2 separate regions of the Danio rerio genome follow, and region 1 is linked to region 2. Evidence: chromatin contacts called from public Micro-C data. All regions are on one chromosome and are shown on one strand. The core of a region is the stretch at or near the end of the contact, and the rest is flanking DNA. Distances in the headings are between cores, read along the strand shown. Region 1 overlaps cux1a (cut-like homeobox 1a). Region 2 overlaps cux1a (cut-like homeobox 1a).

The links. A called contact is a pair of places that touch in the nucleus more often than the background predicts.
Region 1: a Micro-C map of caudal fin shows a contact between it and region 2, with 1.9 times the contacts expected there. The contact joins two enhancer-like sites. A contact is called at or near these places in 2 of 18 Hi-C or Micro-C datasets (caudal fin and hematopoietic stem cells).

What each region holds. Positions count from the first base shown.
Region 1 is chr10:38,065,254-38,071,717 of GRCz12tu, reverse strand. The region is part of intron 2 of cux1a (cut-like homeobox 1a); the gene reads left to right. Among named protein-coding and RNA genes, the nearest start is that of cux1a, 88 kb to the left of the region's middle. Within about 2 kb of position 3,082, at least 48 of the 62 cell types and tissues checked have an H3K27ac peak or open chromatin away from gene starts, as enhancers often do. A contact at or near this core is called in caudal fin, where this site is marked.
Region 2 is chr10:38,005,275-38,011,923 of GRCz12tu, reverse strand. It overlaps cux1a (cut-like homeobox 1a), which reads left to right. Exons shown (of 24, transcript XM_073914978.1): 7 at 1,881-1,948; 8 at 2,053-2,119. Among named protein-coding and RNA genes, the nearest start is that of dnajc30a, 110 kb to the right of the region's middle. Within about 2 kb of position 2,638, at least 12 of the 62 cell types and tissues checked have an H3K27ac peak or open chromatin away from gene starts, as enhancers often do. A contact at or near this core is called in caudal fin, where this site is marked.

The DNA of each region.
Region 1 (6,464 bases), core at 1,833-4,332, 59 kb before region 2:
GAGTTTTAAATCATTTAAAAAAAAGTTAGTTTGAACAAGCTGCAAGAGTGTATTACATATTAAATATTAATGTAAACGAACGGCTTTTCTGAATATAACATTTCTTGACAGGGTTTGCATCGTATTTAACTGCAGTCTTTCAATGGTCAGTTGTTTTGTGTCTGTCAGCATCTGCTTTTAAGGGATGCTTATTTTGTGCTATAACTAATGGTGTAAGTGATGCTTGTTCTAAAAGCTTTGAAGCATTCTGTTACCCTACATTAAAGAGCACAAAAACCGTAGTAATTGTATGAATTTCATTATAAAATGTTTTTTAATTTTAAAGTGGATATTAAAATAAAAAAGCACTAAGCTTGTTGTTAAAATGCCCAACTTCTTTTGTGGAGATTCCAGTTTCAGTTGTGTTTGGACAATTTGTTTAAAGTGGTGCCGTGACCCGGATGAGTGTGTTGGGGCCAGTTCTGTTGGTAAACCTCACAAATTATGACAGAATTGACTTTTTAGGCGCATATTAGTCAGAAAGTTATTGTATCAAATATAAAAAATCAGTAAGACATCAGTTCTTCCAATTGATCAGAGAATTTACATTTTTGTGTGAACTATCCCTTTAAGGGGTCACGTTGGTGTGCAAGTATAACGGAGGCCAGCTGGTAAGGGTAGTTGAAAGTATTGATGTAGACTGAGTGGGATTGAGGTATCAATATTGGTTCATGAAAATGAGAACCAATCAAAATCCAGCCCTAAAGCTCTGAAACTCTTGAGTGTGGCGCAAGAGGTCTGGCATCTTCTCCAGGAACCATTAAATTTTAGACTTATTTTTTGCATGGGATATTTTAAGCACCCGCAGCCAAGGCCGTCTGTCTAATGCGACAATAATTCCTGTCATCTCTTTATTTGGGTGGAGCTGCCATATTTACACCGGCGCTGAGTGACAATGGCGAAAAGCGAGATGGGATGTATGGACCGGGCAGGCCCCACTCCTTCACCCGCCCTGCCCTGTGCCCGGGTCTCTGCCCGTCACTCCATCTGCCACCTGCGGTTGGAGGTGCCAAGGCTACAGACCATTAGCACAGAGCAGGTCTGTATTTATAGCGCTTAACGGGCATGACTCAACAGCATCACTGTTTGCTTTTAGCTGTAATGGAATCTGCGCTTTGCCGAACACAGAAAAGCCATTATTGTGTATGATAATATTGTTTCTGTCGATGGGCGAACCGGGACTAAAATTTCCACCGGACCGCTTGCACCTGCAGAAACCTTGTTTATAGTGAGAGAGAAATAGGCAGGCGTAGGAAGGTGTAAGTTAGTTGTGTGTGTGCGTGTGGAGCACTAACTGATGTCATGCTGGCCATGTGACTCTGCTCTCGGAGATGAGGTAATGGCTGTTGACGTTTACAGCTCCCCCTAATGAAAGACTGTGTAAAGTGTGATGCTTGTAACGGGACGTAAAACCAGCTAGTAAACCTCTAATGTCACGCAGGACTACACAACATAGGTTTTAGACTCTTCAGATACTTTCCAGATGACTGTTCTGAATCGTAGCTGTGTGGATGTTTTAGACATGGTGTGCAGAATGCTCTATAGTTTTAAGTGTTGCTGCATTCATATTATTTGTTTTTATTATTAGTTTTTCCTCCATATATATATTATACTTATGCTATTAATAGTTAATAGCTATATATATATATACATGTGTGTGTGTATGTATGTATGTATGTATGTATATATATATGTATATATATATATATATATATATATATATATATATATATATATAGTAGTCTATTTATATATTTAGATTTGTGCAGTTTAAAATTTAAAAGAATTCACTGTATTTACATATTATATCATAACATTTGATTTTAAAATGAACATTTGTTTGTGTATAAAGACAACTTTTATATATTATAAATTGCAAATTTTTATTATTATTTTTCTTGTGTTAAGCAGATATTCACACAATTTATATAAATATAAAATACCTAAAATTCTTAAGACTATTTAAATTTTGTTATAAATATTAATTACTATTGCATTTTAAATATTAAAATTTTATATACAAATCTAATTCACAAACACACACACACACACATATATATTTAATTTTTTTATTATATTTGAATATGATATATAATTTCTTTATTGTTAATGCTAGATATTTATACGTTTTTATTAAACTTTTCTTATATGCAGATATAAGACACAGACACACACACACACACACACACACACACACACACACACACACACACACACACACACACACACACACAATGTTACAAAAATGTTCAATTTATATAAATAAATTACTTAAATGCCTAAATGCATTATTTATCAATTATTTGAGTATATATAAATAAATCTATAGCATAACATTTGGTTTAAAATGATTTTTTTTTATAAAAAGACTACTTTTATTTATTATATTTTTAAAAAAATATTTTTTCTTGCAGAAGTTTTGCAGATATTCACACAATTTATATAAATATAAAATACTTAAATTTTTGAACATAATTATTTTTACATTTTTTATAAATATAAATATTAATACATTTTAAATATTAAACATTTAATATACAGATCTAGTTCATATATATATATATATATATATATATATATATATATATATATATATATATATATATATATATATATATATACACACACACACACACACACACACTGTGTTTTTCTTATTATTTATCATGTATATGTAGACATTACATGAAACATTACGTCATGAAAATGTATTCTAAAAATTGTGTATATACAAATAATTAAAAATGATTACAAATTTCGATTATATTTATTATGTTATGTATAATATATTTTTATACATATTTACATTGATATATATTTAAATAGCTTGTATTATTATTATATAGTTCAAATTTTGAATATATAATTCAGTATCATCTCCATAATGTATTTACATGTCTAAGTTATTGAGTGTGAGTGTGTGTAATGCTATGTGTGCTCATGTGTGTATGTGACTGCGCTGGGCCTCCCCTTTGCCAGTGTCCTCTGTTTCCCATTCCAGCCCTGATGAGTCAGAGTCTGTGAATGCAGCCGAGCGAACAGCAGCACTGTGACGTTAATGTGTTTACGCTCTCTGCGCTCCCTCTGCTACAGCGGCCCGCTCGCTCTGACCTCCTCATACAGGCACAGTCTCTCCTCATCCAAACAGACACAGCTTCTCCTTTACATGCTAACACAGGCTCTGTTACTAGCTCCTGTAGTTTCTCATCTACAGGCTAACACAAGCTCAACACTGGCTGTCCTTTTCAAACGCATACAGTCTGTACTTTATAAGCACATATTATCTCTAGAACATTTTCCTCTTGTTCAAACTACACGGCTCCTTTTACACTCCAAACTGAACTTTCATAAAGTAATTTACAAGCTTGTTATATTACTAAATGAAATGTAACATTTCTTTTATACAGAGACAAAGCAACAATTTTGACATGAAATATACCTGCTATTTCTTTTTTCTTTTTTTGGACAAAAATGTAAAATACGTAGGTAAAATGGAAGAAAGAAAAACCCTGGTTGTGTTTTTAGGGCTGTAAATGTGATTCATTGATGTAGTTATAATAGTTTTTATAGTTATTGTTATGATTATTATTATTATTATTATTATTATTATTATTATTATTATTATTTGTTCTTAGTTATATTATTATAATTTTTTCTTAATTTTGTTTCCAACAATTAAATAATAATAAAAATATAGTTAATAAAATAATAAAATATATTAATTTTAAAGTAATAATAACAATAATGACAATAATAATAATAATAAAATTAACTATTATTAATAATAATACATTTTTTATTATTGTAACCTTAAATACTTAAAATAAGTCATGTACTATATTTTATATACACACACACACACACACACACACACACACACACACACACACACACACACACACACACACACACACACACACACACACACACACACACACACACATACATACAACAGTTCTGTCTGGTTGCATTATTTTGCAATAACAGCAATTGTACAGCCTCCTCACTCTTCTGTATTACTCCGCCCACATACTGTACATCGAGCAGAGGACACTTTACAGTTTGACATATTGCTGCTGTTGGACAACATAATGTACTTTTGAGGTTTTTTTAGTCGATAATGTAGTTCTTTAGATTGCATCTATGCAGTTTATTTATAAGGATAGTGCCTATTTTTATATATATATATAATTTCTGAGAGAGAACGCGTCGGTGGCCATTAGCCTGCCATACTGATCTGACCAAAGACGGATGACGTCGTCCATCCACAAGGTGGTGACAGGATGCATAATAAGCCCTTTGAAGATTATAACAGCCTAATTTCTAATTAAAACTAATCAAATTATTATTAAATTGGTAAGCATACCTGCCAATACTACTGTTTTTACCAGGAGTCTCCTGTATTACAGACCAATCTCCCACAACCATCGTGTTTTGTTATTTCTCCCTAAAAACTCCCTTAATTTTGTAAAAGTAGTCAGCTTTATTATTTTTTTTATTACAATATAAGCCCTCACTACACACTCTATACACTTTTTTTCAGGCAGACATTTTCTGGACTTATTTTTAGACATTAAAATAAGCTTTTTAGCTTTTGTGTGGATAATGTTGGCATTCAGCGTAATGTTCTTTTTTTCTTGCAATTAGTGATCCTCAAAACTAAAGCAGACTCCATCCTTAAGGGGGTCGCACAGCCGATGGGCTACGCACATGACAGTTGCGCAGTTGAGACACATAAGATGTTATTTAAAATGAAACTATTCAGATGGCGCTCTAAATCATGAACAGTGTCCTGAGTCGTAGCTGTGTGCAGCAGACAGCCACTGACTTGGTGCACCGGTGTGTGAAATCTGATATAAACGTACTGCATGTTTACAATTTTAAAATGCATCGCACTACGTGGAGAGGCGTAGCCGATGTGTCTTCCCTTTTACGATGCTCTTGCTGCAGACAGTTGCAATCCTTTTTGTTGAAACTCACACTGCTAGCGATCGAAAATGTGTTCATTTGGCCAGCTGAACGCATTCTGTACTGTACAGGAGACATGAAGGAGAATGATTGACAATGGTCTACAGCCAATCAGGATGCAGAACACTATGCACTGTTAAAAAAGCAAAAGAAAAAACAAAAACATTTTGCACCAAAAAAATCTGCAAAACTGCGAGGCCACGAAAGATAAACAGCATTATAGCGAGGGACCACTGTATAATAAACATAATACATTGACTAAAAAGCAGAAAATATTAAAAAAAATATATATTTTTTTATAATCAACCTCTGGGTTCCACAATCCCATAGCCAGTCGCTCCTGTTCACAGATTGCATCGACTTTCTTTCGTTCATTCTTTCCACACAGAGCTGTGTTTTCTCTCCTTGGATCTGAATGTCTGAGGAGAGCAGACTTGAATTTGACTTTATTCAGCGGCAGCGGTGGGGGCGTTCGGGGGACTTTGCTCAGTTGTGGTCCCTCCTGTGAACAGCCATGGCTGTCAGTGAAACATTAAACTGATTTGTGGCCTGTGCGAGTCTCCTGAGGGAGGTGGGCTGGCAGTCTCCCTGCAATTCTGTCCCTCAATCTCAATACTGATCTTGAATCAGTACGGCCTGAAAACCTATCCACCAAATTGATGTTTTATATTAAACGGCGAGTGTAGTTCACGCTCGGCGTCCAGACGCTGTGAAACAGATGTCTTCTCAGCTGTAACAAATTGTTGTGTGTGTATATATTTATAGTCTTGGCGGACGATCGGCCTTGTTTCATTTTTTTGGCCGGCTTGTGACGTGCCTTGCTGTGCCTTGAAATGCGCTGCTTTTTTTTCCGACAGTTCACGCAATTTCAATTGAAACATAAAGACAGAGCAGGACATAATGAGTAGCTCCTCCCATTTTTACAAAATATCCAATAGGGTTTTGTTTATATCACTGATCTGCCAGGGTGGGACATTGTGTAGCTCCTCCCCTTAAAAAAAATTACCAATAGGAATTGCTTATATAACTGCTTTGTTGGGACGAGACATATTAAGTAGCTCCTCCCCTTTTTGCAAAATAACCAGTAGGGTTTTGTTTATATAAGTGTTTTTCAAGGGCGAAACATTGAGTTGCTCCTCCTCTATTTACAAAATATGTAATAGGGTTTTGTATACAGAACTGATCTTCCAGGGCAAGACATATTGAGTAGCTCCTCCCCTTTTACAAAGTAGCGAATAGGTTTTTTTTTTATATAACTGCTCTGCCAGGGCGGGATGTATTGAGTAGCTCCTCCCCATTTTACAAAATATCCAAAAGGGTTTTGTTTATATCACTGCTCTTTAAGGGCGAGACATTGAGTAGCTCCCCTCCTTTTTACAAATAGCAAATAGGGCTTTGTTTATATGACTGCTCTGCTAGGGCGGGACATATTGAGTAGCACCTCCTCTTTTTACAAA
Region 2 (6,649 bases), core at 1,389-3,888:
CAAATCCCGCACTGCATTAATCTTCCTGATTGTGTGAAGTCATAAGCTCGGTTTCAAAATGTAGTGGGTTGAATACTTAGAATTTGGAGGCATTGCTGGTAGGTTGAGAAACTATTTATTACAGATTATCATGTATTACATGATTATCATTATATTATATTATTTTATATATTTCATGATTATTATTATTTATAAATAACAATATCCATATGACAATTGTCAATGACAAAACAACAGTGATGATAATTAGGATTATTATTATGTATTATTATTAATCATTTGTGTATTGTAGTTAAATTCAAGGTCACTTTACAGAATTTAACTGTTTTACTGGAATTATACAGTAATTGTTTATTTTGTATTAGTTTAGGATTTTGTCCATGAACATAAAATTAAAATCGTTTCATAGTAAGGTTGGGCGATATGGCAAAAATGTAATCTCAATAGTTATTTGTCATATTGAATAATAAAGATATATATTTCGATATCAGTTGTTGACAGTAAAAAAAAAAAATAGCTTAAAGGGGCTTATAATTTTGTACTTAAAATGGTGTTTAAAAAATTAAAAACAGCTTTTATTCTAGCTAAAATAAAACAAATAAGACTTTCTCCAGAAGAAAAAATATTATCCAACATGCTGTGAAAATTCCCTTAACCTTAAAAAAAAAAAAAAAAAATTCAAAAGGGGGCTAATAATTGTAAATATCATAATATTAGCAAAAATCTTTAATCTATTTTAGATTCCCATTGTTGCACATTTCTTCTGTGTAATTGGCTCTAGTGTAAAAGGTCTAGAGCTTATCATTGTTATTGACATGTTTTATCACAATTCGATGTAATATTGTTTATCACCTAGCCCTATTTCAACGTTGTTTTAGGAAACAAGAAACTAGAAACCTTAAACAGAAATGAAAAAACTAACAACGGCTTAATTAAATTTAGTTTAAGTTGTACTAAAATATATAAATTGTGTGAAAAATTTTTAAAATTTTAAAATAAAAAAATAAAATAAATATTAATTCAAATGCAAGAAAAATTTGTAATACCTTTAAATAATGACAAAAATAGTAATAGCAAAAAATAATATCTTTTTTGATATTGTACTAAAACAGTGATCTTTATAACGCCAGCACCACAATAGATGGCCAAGTTTAAGAATATAGGTTTATATCCACATTTGAAAAATATATAATCATTAAAAGTACGTAATACCACCAGTTCGGAAATAAAAAAAATTTTCCAAGACATTTCTAAACATAATAGTTTTAATAACTCATTTCTGATAACTGATTTATTTTATCTTTGTCATGATGACAGTAAATAATATTTTTTATAGATATTTTTTAAGAGACTAGTATACAGCTTAAAGTGACATTTAAAGGCCTTAGCTAAATTAATTAGGCAAGTTAGGGTTATTAGGCAAGTCATTGCAAAGCGATGGTTTGTTCAGTAGACTATCGAAAAATATTTAAGCTTAAGGGGGATAATAATATTGACCTTAACTCTTTAAAGTGCACTCCTTGGAAATATTTTTTGGCCCACATCTTGTATTTTATAATATGCTAACACAACTCTGATAGTAATAGTAATAAGCAATTAAGATAATAATGATAACCTATGGATAAAAGGTCAACCTGATTATGATGCCTTTTAAAAGGGTAAAACTGGATTTAAAAAATGAAATTCTAGCTAAAATAACTCAAAAAATACTTTCTCTAGAAGAAAAAAAATATTATAGGAAATACTTTGAAAATGTTCTGACTCTGTTAAACATCATTTGGGAAATATTTGATAAAGGAAAAGTCACAGGAGGGCTAATCATTTTGACTTGAGCTGTATATTAGGAAACTGTTTTAATTGTGTCCTGTGTGTCTGTACAGTCAGCCAGAGCAGAGCCAGGAGAGCAGGACAGAAGACTCGGATGTGAAAACACAGTCCTTACAAACAGGTTTGCTAAAGCATCCACCATCATGTTAAATGTTTTTGCAATTACACACACGTCACTTGGCGTAGTTGAATTTTACTGACACTGGCTTTACATTTTTAATGCAGCACTTGAAGCAACTCAGGCAGAACTCCACGAACTGAAGACGAAATATGATGAAGAATCCACAGCAAAGTGAGTAAACCGGCTTTTATTTCTGACGGGACGCCGCAGGAGCTCAGATTACCCTTTCTGTGTTTCCTCGAATGTCTGCTAGGCGTCTTTGTCTCACCTTTGCACACATTTGCGTGTTCATACAGACACAGACAAACACACACACACACACACACACTCACACACCCCTTTGATCCGCACCAAAACAGCTCATAATCCTACTGCAGACAGGTTTGATTATGGGGAAAAACACAGTGTGGTGAAATCCCACCTTCATTCATGCACAAGTTGATATTCAATAGTCCTCACGTACCGCCCATGCTGTCTTTATGGCTACACTAGACTGAATAATGCATGACACAATCCCTCATAACGCGCGGTGATCTAGTAATGACGGGATTCGTACCGTCGACTGACATTTTGTGGGCGGCGAATCAGTGTGTGCATCTGCGCGCATTGTCTGTTCGCCTTGATCTGGGTCATGCATGTGTGTTTGTGTGCGTCTGCGCGCGTGCACGTGTGTGTTCCTCCGCTCGCTCTCTCCTTGTCATGTGGTCGAGGTTAGGTGGCAATTTCCTTGTCTTGCTGTCGCTGAGGAATGCATCCTGTTGCAGAGAGCGCTCGCTGCGGGCTGTTTTAGCGCTGGGAGTGGCGTAATTACACTACCTGTGATCAAACCAGACCCCCAGCACTGCACATTTAAAGAATTTTTTTTTGTGTTAGTATCAATATGTTAGTCTTAAGGTTATCTACGCTCACTGGCCACTTTATTAGGTACACCTTACTAGTACCGGGTTGGACCCCTTTTGCATTCAGAACTGCCGTAATCCTTCGTGGCATAGATTCAACAGGATACTGGAAATATTCCTCAGAGATTTTGCTCTATTTTGACATAATAGCATCACACAGTTGCTGCAGATTTGTATTTGGCTGCTCATTCATGATGCGAATCTCCCGTTCCACCACTTACCAAATGTGCTCTATTGGATTGAGGTCTGGTGACTGTGGAGGCCATTTGAGTACAGTGAACTCATTGTCATGTTCAAGAAAGCAGTGTTTAGATGATTTACGCTTTGACATGGTGCATTATCCTAATGGAAGTAGCCATCAGAAGATGAGTACACTGGGGTCAGAAAGGGATGGACATGGTCAGCAACAGTACTCAGGTAGGCTGTGGTATTGACATGATGCTCAATTGGTACTAAAGAAAATATCCCCCACACCATTACACCACCACCACCAGCCTGAAACGTTGCAAAGAGTATAGAATCACCTAGAGGCGACACTCTATTGTGATTTTATTAAACAGCCGCTAGATGCTGCTAGAGTCACGCAGTGGCCATTTTGGAATGAAAATTTCAATAGAACAATAGCATATTATAAGTCTGTTAAATAAACTATTAAAAGTGCTGATGACTGTGATAGTAAGTGTTGTATTATTGTCTTTCAGGTTGTATCTCTTTATCTTTTTAAAAAAATAAATAAATAAAAAACAAAGCAGACATTGCGACAGCAAAAAGATCCAATGGACGGCTGTTGCTGGGTGCTGCTGTTGCAATGGAACGTCCTATTGAGTGTCGCCTCTTGGTGGTTCTAAGCTCTTTGACCGTAGGCAGGATGGTGCCATGTTTTTTGTCCTGATTCTAACATTTACAAACAAAATTAATGAGCAAATTTCGATGAACTGTCTTTGATGATTCCACGTATTAAATTTATTTGTGAGCATGGCAAAGCGTTTTAAGGAATTTGATGTTTCTTCATTTGAAGAGATAGGAGCTGCACTTGCATGCCCGAGAGGTGTTTTGAAAATGGCAAGATAGAGATATTGTATGCAGAACCATAGACCTTTAAGTATAATTTTGGAAACTGTGTTCATCTTAACTGAAAGCTACGTCGTTTTCGCTGGCCTCACACATCACGCACCTGTCAGTCACTCAGTCAGCACGTCACCTTTAATGGTTAAACAAATGACACACAGCACTACTACGGTTACAGAAAAGTTTGAGCTGTTATAATTCACTTACCTTTTCATATGTTTTGGTGCGATTATCACCCGCTATTAAAATAGTACGATTGAATGTTTTGAATGAGAAGCTGTAATTTATGCGTGGCGGTATGAATTTTGGTGTGGCGCCCCGCCATGGAAGAATGAGCATTATCTAAATCAATTTTACATAGATATAAATATTAATTGAAACTTAATAGATTGCTGCATGTTTTACGATATGTTGTAATAAATTTGCACATGCATTGATATATATATATATATATAACTGTGGATCTCATGACTGGCAAGCTGTGTGATATAAACAAAATCCTATTGGCTATTTGTAAAATAGGAGGAGCTACTCAGTATCTCCAACCCTGCCTTATTTTAGTTGAAATTGTGTCAGCATTGAACAAATCTTAGCATTTCAGGGGACATTTAAGCTCTAAAATCCACCATGGCAAGCCGGAAGGTCAGAATGAGGTTTATTTGAGGAAAAGTCATGCTGCTGATTCCACAGACACGGCTCTAACAAGAGATAAATCTCACTGTCAGACATTTAAATATGACTGTGTGCGTGCTTACAAACGCAAACAAGAAAGACACACACATAAGACGACGCACTGTGACATTCAGTAACATTGGCCTGTTTCCAATCCGCCCGGGAACGCAGGCAGGTGAAACATTTCTGCTCCATTAGATCGTGTACCTGCTTCTCATCCTCACTCTTTCTTTTATTAGTATTAGTTTGATAGCTGGCAAAATATTAACTGCAGTTTTGTGTGTGCGCGCACAAGCAACACATTAGTGATGAATTTGCTGCCAAATTCCCTCACAATGAATTCAAAGCACTGTTTAATTGACCTTTTTCAGTTACTTGCATATGAAAGAGTAAATATAAAGACACTTTGTTGTAAGTAGGAAAAATAATGCTATGGTCTGTCCAAACCAGCGTATTCGTTTCTAAAAAAAACAACTGCATAATGTGACTAAATCACAGCCAATGTTTACAAGTAATCTGATGCACTTTAAGTTTGAGTCATCTGTAATCAAAAACACAACATGTACAGATTGAAAGCATTAGTCCAAGCTTCTATTAAGAATATTGAAATCTGCTGTTGATTTAAAAAGAAGCTTTTAATAAGAGAAGTTATCCTGCAGTTTTCCCTCAATGTTTTTTGAACCATTATAACAGTAGTAAAGGTCACAATTACTACTAACATTACCTTATAATATACAGTAATGTACTGTATTTTTGTATATATCACACGAGTAGCAGTGCGACATGGGAGGTGGAAGGTGTGTGTTGACTTGAGGCTGCAGGCTGAGTGCCTGAAGCAGGTCGCACACCAGAAGCGCAGCTTGGCGCCGCGACACGGGGCGCACATGACAGTTTAAAGTATCACCCACCAGACATGCACATCGAATGATATTTAACATGAAACTAATCAGATGCCGCTTTGTGGCGCGGTTGAAAAATGAACTGCGTCCTGAGCCATGGCCGGGCGCCGCCGACTTGCGGCGCCGGTGTGTGTATCCTGAAAGAAACTTGTTGCATGGCATAATCGTGAGTTTCAAAGAACATTTTGTACGAGGAACTACTTTCTTCAGCCATTCATTTATATCTTCAGCTGACCATCAGAACAGCAGAAACCGTTGCTAATTTATCAACGTTAATTTAGAGCTAGTATTTGAATGATTCTGTAGCGCAATGGCTAAAGTGATGACTAAATAGGTAATTTTGCTCACGTTTTAAGATTATACGGCTGAACGGCATGAAATGCCATCAGTCTACAGAGATTTCCCAGTATTTCTCTGCTGCAATCGGGAGATCACAATAATTAACCCCGAAAAAGCAAACAATACCAGATTACTATGTTATAAATACAGCACTAAACATACACAAGAGAGAGATTGAATTAGAGCAGGGATTCACAACCTCTAGTTGGCATCAGCGATCCTGCTGGTGGGTCGTGAGAACTTAAATATTCTACCATAGTTATTTGATTTATTATTAAATATGTCATATTACAATTATCGAAGTAATGGCATTTCCCATTTTCATTTTAAAAGTCTCACTGTTAAATACATACATAAACGTGGCTTAAACTTCCAACAGCTGCACGCCAACTAGGACTATGTTTTCAGTTGTATAAAGCAACTCGTCACGCAGATGTAAAGGCAACGATGATTAGAGGTATAATAACCAGCCTCCATGTGCTTCACATCTGCGACTCGTACGGCATCAGATTTGCACAAGTCAGTTGATTCACAAACTATCAATAACACAAAACAATGAATAAGACATTCGTTTATTTAGTAAAGAAAAGGCTCAAGTACTCTGCAGTTGTAAGAGTAACTAAAGTAAATTCGGGAGCTCTAACTTTGTGAATGTTTTTAAGAAAATTAAATGTATATTTATGTGGTGTAGAAAAATATGAGAATAATAGAAGTAGAAAGCAAAAGAAATGTTTTGCTAATAAATAAAAGTTTCAAATAAGCATTTTCTCTATACAATCAGTTTAGGAAAAAATGTCAGACAGATGTGCCTTCAAAAATGGGGG